Linked DNA regions of Mus musculus: region 2 is linked to region 1. The links are chromatin contacts, called in public Hi-C maps. All regions are on one chromosome and are shown on one strand. Each heading gives the region's core, a stretch centred on a gene start, on an enhancer-like site or on the middle of the called end of the contact. The rest is flanking DNA. Distances are from core to core; before and after follow the strand shown.

What was found. A called contact is a pair of places that touch in the nucleus more often than the background predicts.
Region 2: a Hi-C map of cerebral cortex shows a contact between it and region 1, with 2.3 times the contacts expected there. The contact joins two enhancer-like sites. A contact is called at or near these places in 1 of 15 datasets of contacts at CTCF or cohesin (the NIH/3T3 cell line) and 1 of 484 Hi-C or Micro-C datasets (cerebral cortex).

Annotation. Positions count from the first base shown.
Region 1 is chr3:66,323,042-66,327,830 of GRCm38.p6, reverse strand. No RefSeq gene overlaps it. Among named protein-coding and RNA genes, the nearest start is that of Veph1, 29 kb to the right of the region's middle. Within about 2 kb of position 2,155, at least 36 of the 459 cell types and tissues checked have an H3K27ac peak or open chromatin away from gene starts, as enhancers often do. A contact at or near this core is called in cerebral cortex, where this site is marked.
Region 2 is chr3:66,648,222-66,652,933 of GRCm38.p6, reverse strand. No RefSeq gene overlaps it. Among named protein-coding and RNA genes, the nearest start is that of Gm35236, 250 kb to the right of the region's middle. Within about 2 kb of position 2,108, at least 33 of the 459 cell types and tissues checked have an H3K27ac peak or open chromatin away from gene starts, as enhancers often do. A contact at or near this core is called in cerebral cortex, where this site is marked.

The DNA of each region.
Region 1 (4,789 bases), core at 906-3,405:
AGAAAAGGCCCAGACAAGGCATTTTGAGGGCAAAACTCTCCAAAAATACCATTGAGTTTGTTTTGTGTTGGCTCTCTACTGCTGAGTATGAGCCTGCCTTTAATTGTGGTACTTTAATTGTGTCTGGATTAAGGATGGGGGCTTGTGCCACTTCCCCTCCCATGGCTGAGATCCCACTTGGCTTAGACCTGTGCATTCTGTTGCAGACTGAGTTCATATCTGCATCAGTCCTGCTGTGCATAGAACAACTTGTTTCCTTGGCATCTTGCATCCCTACTGGCTCTTACAATCTTCCTGCCTTCTCTTCTGCAGAGTTCCCTGAGCCCTGAGGGAAGGTATTTGATGGAGGTATTCCATTTAGGACTGAGTGTTCCAAGCTCTCTTATTCTCTGCATATTATCCAGTTGTAGGTCTCTGTATTTGTTTGCTTGTGATTATTTTTAAAGTTATAACCTGGCTATTCCTACCTTAGATGATTCGAATCCTGAAAATGCCTATGATGTTGACAGTTTTGTCTTTTTAAATAGATTTAGCAAATGGGGTCTAAAGACCCTGCTTTGTTAGGATCCATGAGCACTCACATGGGTCTCGTTAAGAGCCCACCATCCTTGGCTTTCTGAGGAAATCCCTAGGGTTTTCTGACGCTTCATTCACACATTTCTACATTTCTACATGATGCTTCCTTTAAGATAAGTGTTTTGTAGTCAGAGATAGCATAGTATATATAGCTTCCTTTTCAAATGCACAAGACTAATACCTATGGCCTCAGCAGCAATGGGATCTAGAATAGCCAGCTAAGTATTGCCATTATCTTCTGTTTTGGCCTTGTCTAGGTTCACTCCTTGGCTTCTTTGTCTCCATCATGCTTTGTGTGTGTGTGTGTGTGTGTGTGTGTGTGTGTGTGTGTGTGTGTGTTCTCTGTCTATGTGCATGCATTCTCCTGTCTCCTCCATTTTCATAATCTAACCTCAAGGAAATGAAAAAAAAATAAGCCTTAAGGTTTCACTAGGATGACTGTTACTCAAATAAATATTGGTTTTGATATCATCCGAGCCCTGAGATACGGAATATGAAATTTCCAAATGGTTATTATTCAGATCAATCAGCAAAGAATGTGTCAACGCCTCTGTGGAGCCGCACAGCTCAATTAGCACACACAGTCTCTGCTCAGCGCTTCCCGGATGCAGCTCACATCAACCAGGACCCCGCACAAGCATCTCTGTAGTTAAGGCTATGTCACAGCGAATCAACAAAATATGCAGTTTGATCAGCACATTCTGAGAGCAGATCATTAAAATATGCAACCAGATCCCTCAAGTGCATGAAAAATTAACTAACAAGTTTTGTATCTTGATCAGTTTAATGAGCGAGAAGTCGCTGAACAAGAGTGTCAAATTGTACAGTCTGGCAAAAGGGCAGACGAGTGTCTTAGAACAGGGGGCAGGGCCAGAGCTAACATTTGTGGGTTTCAAAATAGCTATCCTGAAAAATTCAATGTCGAATAAAGCTGATTAACATTAAGGTGCTGTCCAGCCTGTGTCCAGCAGGATGTGATGCTATGTGGAGCCTTCTGATGCAAATGAAACATTGATTCTTCCTTTCAGGCTTCACTAGCTCTTAATAGACTCAGCCATGCAAGGGGAAGGCCCTGCCAGTGGCGTCATAGACACATGTGTCACTAAAAGACGATGGCAGCCTTCTGGAAATACCCAAACCATCTTAGCCTGAAAAGAATGAAGGGAAAAAAAGGATGAGGGGAAGGAAAGAAAGGCATCTTTAATCAAACGCTGTAAGAAATGCCCCATGCCACTGAGAAGGAATCGGGACTTAATAGACCAAGAATGCCCAAGCCAGAGAGTTGGCTAAAGAATATAAATCAATTACGTCCAAGTGGCAGATGATCACAGAGGAGAAGTGCAAATTGGATTGTCACAGAAGTCTGCTCTCCCCCTGTTATTGACAAGAGGTTGATGGGGAGGCAGACAGCCTACTCTGAACACAGTCACACATGCCCCAGTGACTTGGCCCATGTACAAACAGGGACTGACTACCATTCGGGTAGGTCTGCTCAGCTGCTGTATCTGAGCTGCCCGGCTGGCACTGCAGCTGTGGGAAGGCTGGGTTCCCAGGGCATAAATTCACCCACCTTTCAGAGGGAGCCCAGCAACAGAAAGATGGCAGTCCTAAACAAAGGGCAGTAAGCAAACCCCAAAGGGAGCGGTCTACAGACAAAAGGAGAGATTGGCAGGCCCATGAGCATCGAGGCTAGAGCTGGCTGCAGGCTGCCTTGCCATTCAGTAAGCCCTACTGGAGAGCAGGGGAACAGTTGGGTTTTTTGTTTTGCTTTGTTATTTATTTGAGGGAGGGGTGCCACTCTAAGTTCGATCAGATTTTTCTCAAGTGAAGTGAGAATGACTGTAGGTCAAATACAGTTTATGAAGAAATGTGACTTTTACGGATGTTCATAACACAATTCTATTTTCAGGAGTATTAGAAAAACCAGGAATAATGCATCATGCCCACAGTTTCATGAGTATTTCTTTAAGATTAAGATAATGAGAGCGAATCAAAGGAAAATTAAAGAAAAGGTGCTCTATATTTAGTAACACATATAGTGAATGCATTTGGTGAAATTTATAAAGGGGCTTTAAGTGGCAGCAGTTAAACTGAATGAAAACTCGAATATTTGGATCAGAAAAATCTCCTTCAGCTCAGACTATGAACCAATCCTGTGTGTGTGGATATTGAGATAGAAAATTTGAAGCAGAAAATGGAGTAATAAAGTATATACAGAGAGAGTGGCCATAAAAGAAAGGCCTGATATGTATCGTTCATTTCACTGTCATTTGTCCTGTAAGCTGGGAAAAGCTCACCAGCATAAGATCAGGAAAAGAAAGCATCCAAGGCTCAAGGATATCACTGTTTTCCAAGATTGATTGATTGATTGATTGATTTTGTATAAATGCACTGTACCTGTCGTCAAACACACAAGAAAAGGGCATCGGATCCCATTACAGATGGTTATGAGCCACCGTGTGGTTGCTAGGAATTGAGTTCAGGACCTCTGGAAGAGTATTCAGTGTTCTCAACAGCTGAGCTACCTCTCCAGCCCCCTTAAAAATTATTTGCACACTGTATTTTAGTGACACATCCTGTCACTCAATGCTGCCATCACTTCCAGACAGGGATTTCTGTGGCATCCTGCAAGACTCCACAAATCTCTTACTAATATCAGCAAGAAAGTGTGAGTTTTAAAAGCCACATTACACAAGCAAAGGGCCTGTCACTGGGATCATTACCTCAGCAAACACCAAGACACAAGATGAGAAACCTGGTCTAGCAAATGCTTTGTAGGTGCTAATACACCATCATGAAGTAGTGTTCAAATAGGAAAAGTTTGATTATTTTTGTAGCAAGATTTCATTATAAAGGATACATATAAAACACATGCAACTATATGTGTGTACAAACATCCCCTCCAACTAACTAAGAAATAAAAAGTATTCATATTTTAGAATGTGCAGTGGTGCCAAAAGATTTCCTGCGATTTGGTCTTTGGTTCATTTGTTTGTTTGTTTGTCTATGTGTGTGTATCCTTGTGTACAAAGACCAGATGTCAGCTTTCAGTGTTCCCATTTACGAGTTATCCTCCTTTGGTGGATTTTTCTTTGGGAGGGAAGATTGGGTTTTTTGTTTTGTGTTTTGTTTTGTTTTGTTTTGTTTTGTTTTGTTTTGTTTTGAAACAGGGACTCTCTGTGCGACCCTGGTTGTCCTGGAACTGGGATGTAGACCAGACTAGCCCGAAGCCCACAGAGATCTGCCTGCCTCTGCCTCTTGAGTGCTGGGATTAAAGGTGTGCACCACCATGCCCTGCTCTTCCTCCTTTTTTCTTTTGAGACCAGATCTATCATCCTCCTGGAGCTCACCCATCAGGCGAGGCAGGCTCTCTAGTGATCCACTTCCTCAGTAGCCCCAGCCCCAGATTGCAAGCTGTGCCACCATGCCCAGGACTGCCACATGGATTTTGGTTGTTGAACTCAAGTCCTTATGCTTGCTTGGAAAGTGCTGAGCTATCTCCCCAGCCCTTTCATTTGACAGTATGATTTTAATGTAAACACAAGTTAATAAGTATAAATTTGGTCATTTTACATATATTCACTATTACAAGGAATATACCACAGTCATTTGCCTACTAGGTTGCCACTGGGCATTTAGTTTGTACTGATGTTTAATGTTATGAGCAATGCTTCTGTTATGTTTCCTGGTGTCATGGTAAGCACATCTCAGGAGCATAGGCCAAGAACTGCCATTATTACGTCCTAGGATGTGTGTTTACCCTCTTAGATGACAATGTTGCCTTCTTCAAAAAACTCTGATCAACATATATTCTTGATGACAGCTAAAATGAAGTATCTAGCAAAAGAAAACGCAAGCTGTAAGTGAAAACATGGTGTACCAGAAAGCTTTAAAGAAGACAGAAGTAATTTGGAGATTGGACATGATCAAGGATAGACAATTTCATCAGTGTAAGGATGTTATTTCTTCTGAAATTATGCATTAGTTTTATTCCATCCCCAAAAAAAAAACCTTAGGTAAGAACTTTACTTCTGATTCTGAGGTTTAAAGGAAATAAATGTACAGAGTGGAGAGTAATTATAAGAATACTGGAAAAAAGATAAACCAAGTTGCGCTATGGGATATGTAAATAAAATGATAGGACAGGGGTGTGAGGGAAGATTCTAATCAAAAAGAACAGAGAATGGAGCCAGGATCAGACCACTCCGTGGAA
Region 2 (4,712 bases), core at 859-3,358, 330 kb before region 1:
GTAGCCCTCACTGGCTGGCTGTTCTGGAGCTCACTTTGTAGAGCATAGACTAGGCTGGTCTCTGAACTCACAGAGATCCACCTGCCTCTGTCTCCCAAGAGCTGGGATTAAAGACATGCATTACCATGCCTAGCTCCCAAAACTCACTCAATATTTAATTAAGTAAAAACAGCTCTGAGGAGTGCTGGAGTTCAACTTTCTTTCATTATCCACTATTGCTTATAAGGACTTAGGCAGCAGTGCCCCAGAACGACTGACAGCGGGTCCTCAGGCGTGGATAGTCCTTGACTAGGAATTAGAGGTGGCTTGTGGTTACCCATTTGTGACAAATGTTTGTGGAATGTAGGATCTATTTTAGGCTCTGGAACCTGGCTTTTCAAATGTCTGAGTGTAATTCTTCATTTTTGCTGCACATTGAAGGATCATTAAGAAAGCTTCTTTCACATTCATGTTTTCAGTGCTGCAGAAATTGGCCACTGCCTGGCCATCTGAGAAGCACTTGCCCGAGAACGTGAAGACCAAAGTTACCACAACTATCACAGTTTTAGCATTATCAACACTGAACAACTAGCCCAGTGGCATTATCAACACTGGACAACTAGCCCAGTGGCTTGCTTTTTTTTCTGAAGAGATAATTTCCCACAGTGTCACAGGCCAACAACCACAGTGTGACACCTCAGAATACTGGAAAGAGGAAGCTATTCCACAATTCACTCATTGGAAAACCCCAAGCCATCTGGATTTATTTGCTAGCGCAGCAATGTAGTGCAAGGCTACGTATAGGTTTCATTTCATTTAGTGTCAGTGCGTGACTTGGGGTCTTATCCCAACTCCAGTGGAGTAAACTAGATGACTTTTATGCTTCATTCACTTCCAGAGCCTCAAAAAACTCCGTGGAACTTATCTTCATCTAAGGGTTTTAGGTAAGGGACCAGGGAGCTGTAACTAGAAATGAATCTTAATTTTCCTTTTCTTTCTATGCTGTGAATACCTCCTAATAAGGCCCTTAAAGATAATTTGTCTGGGGAAGTTAAAGAAGCTTTCTAAAATTTGATTTAAGCTATTAATTTGCTTAGTAAAATCGTATATTGCACATAGGAAATTCAGCTCTGTTGTGGCCAAATTATCACAAGTTATAAATTAGTTGCATTTGAGTTAATGAGGTTTTATTATAAACACAAAACAGCATTACACCCAATGCCTGATTTTCATTAGTAGAAGAAAACAGGCCAAATAAAGCTAAAGAAAAAAAAAGAAAAAAAAAAAAGAAAAAAAAAAAGCCTGAGTTGCCTATCCCACTTGCTTTGTAAACATTCAAGATGCAGTTGAATTTTCTGTTAGTAAAGAGTTGCAAAGGTATTTACGTTGCCTACCCGCAGTTTGATTTGAATTAAGGTAGCCACAAAAACCCCCTTAGTTCCAGTAGCCTGTGAATCATTTCTGGGCTCCCATTCTCTCATTTTTAAGATTTTTTTTTTTTTTTTTTTTTTTTTTTTTTGGTACAAATGGAGCAGCAGATGTCTGAGGGACCATTGTAAATTGATAGAAACAGTTGAAGCTCAGGCTGGTGAAAGGGTGGAATTACAGGATCGGAGGAGGAGCCTTGAAAAGAGACAGCGGAAAAGGTAGGGCCTGTGCAAGGGGTTCAGGAACGGAGAACCCCCTCCATGCGGTGTTCCCCCACCCCCACCCCCGCGCTCGCCTCTGAGCCCTGCCTTCAGGGCAATAAACCTTGGGGCTGAGGGTTTAGGCTGGGAAGAGCCTGCCTGTCGCTATGCACTTTTATAACCAGACACCTGGCAGAGAAAAGCTGTGTTGAGTCCCTACTGGGTAGAAGGAGATTTCCTGTCTTTTAACCATAAATTCACACATAAATCCATTTATTAGACAACAATGGTTTTAATCTTGAAGCCTATAGGGCTATGTTCAGTGCCAGTGGCTCTTTTAAGATCTTGGCCAGCTCACCTTTGTCTGTTTTCTTGCTGTTCTTTCTTCTTGGCTCCTCTTTCAAGGGAACTGTTGTCACCGCTCTTCTCTAAACAGCTCTCTCTCAGCTGATCAGCAGGCAGAGGTTGTGGACTCCTCGCAGGACCGGTTTGAAGAAGGTGTTGATATAAGCAGATGAGCAGCTTCCGATCAAATACGCGGAGCGGCCCCCCCACTCCCCATAACCTCCCAAACACCGAGGAGCCCCAAAGATGGCAGGAGCCCAGCTCCCCCGTTGAGGCGCTGCGAGAGCTGGATGGACTTCTGTGGAAGGGGCTGTCTGCAGTTCTGTGGGAAGTGAGTGGGCCTGGCTCTCTGGCCTGTGTAGAAGTTGGGATGTGTCCAGGTGGTTGTGTTTGTGCCAGTAGCAACACGCTTGCGTCGATCCTGCTGCAAGCACTGATGAGTTGGTGTGTGTCTTCACAAGGTCTGGTTGTGCAGAGGCTGCTCAAAGGCCTCCAGTGAAGAGGCCCGGCCCCGGCCGCTCCTCCTGCTTATTCTTCATTTCAGGATGTGCTGAGGCTATAGAGGCAGAGTGACGTGACGCCTCCCCAGGTGTCAGAGGGAGATAAACTTCGCGATAACTAAAACAATCATAAATCTGCCAGACACTGTAAAATATTAAAGAGACAGCAAGGGTTAGGCTGAAACAGTGGGAGAAGGCCTCGGAGAGTTTGGCCCAGGTCCAGGAAACCTTCAATTCATTTTCTACCCTGTTGTTGGTTATCACCAAGGAAAAAATGAAGCTGGTTAACTCTGTTACGTCTTATTTACAGAAACCAGCCAATTCCCCTTTGCCTCCAGGAAAAAGTCCTGGTATGCCAAGGCACTTTGTGTGCTGATCTGACCTAAAATCTCTCCATGATCTCCTATATTTTATTTTCTGCCCAACCCAGCCACATTTGCCAATGAACTTCCTACCATGGTAGGAGCATGCCAGAGCCTTGTGTGCTCTGGACAGGGGTCATATTTCTTATTTCCATTTGTTCCTTTTCATGACCTGTTAAACTCACCCTTCAAGGCCTTGGTTCAACCATACCTCGTCCCTGGTATTTGTCTACATTAGTTCATTCATTCATTCATTCATTCATCCCCACATAGAGATTCCCAACGTCAAGCACTGTGCAGGATCCCAGGAGAAGGGCAATGGTGAACAGGCACTGTAATCCCTGCCTTCTGGAATATCCATCTTAGCGGAGATATTGTCAATCAAAGAAGTACTGGAGGAATTACCATAAGAGCTGAAACGGCTTCCCAAGGAATAGATTGTTGGCATGTGGTATGCAACAGTATCACCTCAGCGGTGTTGAGTGTCTGCCATGCTGTAGGCATCCTGTTGTGCATCTTAACAGCATCAGCATCATTTGTGATTGTGATTCTCACACTTGGTCCACAAATTCCTTAGGAGTAGGACTCCTCTCCCTTAGACCCTTCCATGCATGCAGAATCTGGCTCAGTGCCTGGTGTTGAAGACCGTGGCTCAGCCAGGATAGCAGGGATGAGGATGAAGACCGTGGCTCAGCCAGGATAGCAGGGATGAGGATGAAGATCGTGGCTCAGCCAGAATAGCAGGGATGAGGATGAAGAGGATGGTCACATCTTGGGACCAGTCAGATCAGAACATTAGCAGCTTCATATCTGCTAAGGGTTCCTCTTATGTTTGGTATATTTCTTCAGCTAATAATACAATTAAAAACCTTTTATTTGGAGCTGGAAGAAGTATCCTGCTTACTGTATTTTATCACCTGGTATCTTAGTTTGGATCTATGGGTGAGATTAAACACCATGACCAAAAAGCAAGTTGGGGAGGAAAAGGTTTATTTGGCTTACACTTCCACATCATAATCAATCATTGGGGGAAGTCAGGACATGACTCAAGCAGGGCAAGAACATGGAGGCAAGAGATGATGCAGAGGCCATGGAGGAGTGCTGCTTATGGCCTTGCTCCTCATGGCTTGATCAGCCTGCATTCTTAAAGAATCCAGGAGCAGCAGATCAGAGATGACACCACCTATAGTGGGTTAGATCCTTTCCCATTAGTCTCTGATTTAGAAATTGGCCTATGGTCAGGTCTTATGGAAGCATTTTCTCAACTGAGGTTCCCTCCTTTCAGATAAATGTAGCTCATGACAAGTTGACAGCAAACTATTCAGCATACCTGGTATTTTACTAGCACCTCAGTGAGGATTGCAAATCCTGAAGTATCCTAATGTCTTCCTGGAGTCTTGCAGCAGCTGCTGTTAGAAGCATGGGGATATTGGCCACGGCAGGAAGGGATAGAAGAGCCTTCCCATGTTGTGATCTAGCATTGGCCCAAGGGTGTGAGTAGCCTGAACAGACATGAGTGGATAAAGAGAGGATTGGCAAGCCCACAGACAACCATTGTAGCCTGATGTCAATACTCAAGACTTTGGTTCATATAGTAGTGGCAATGAGTAATATTGAGAGCTCCAAGAGGATTCTAAAGAAAACTTCTTTATCCAGAAATGGGCAGGAAAGTATTTGATCTCTGAAATGTCACACTCCTCTTTGTGTAAGAGAGCTGACCAAAGTCGTCCTAAGAGTCACCCCATAATGTGTGCCTTCCTACCCAGTTTGTATCCTCGACTCTGCAGCCTCTTTGAGTTTGGAGAAAAAGATGATAGACAATTCATCTTTTTATTGAAGCCATTCTGGGCACTCAACAATGAGATAGAACTACTTCCCTGTAGAACTTGATGCATGTT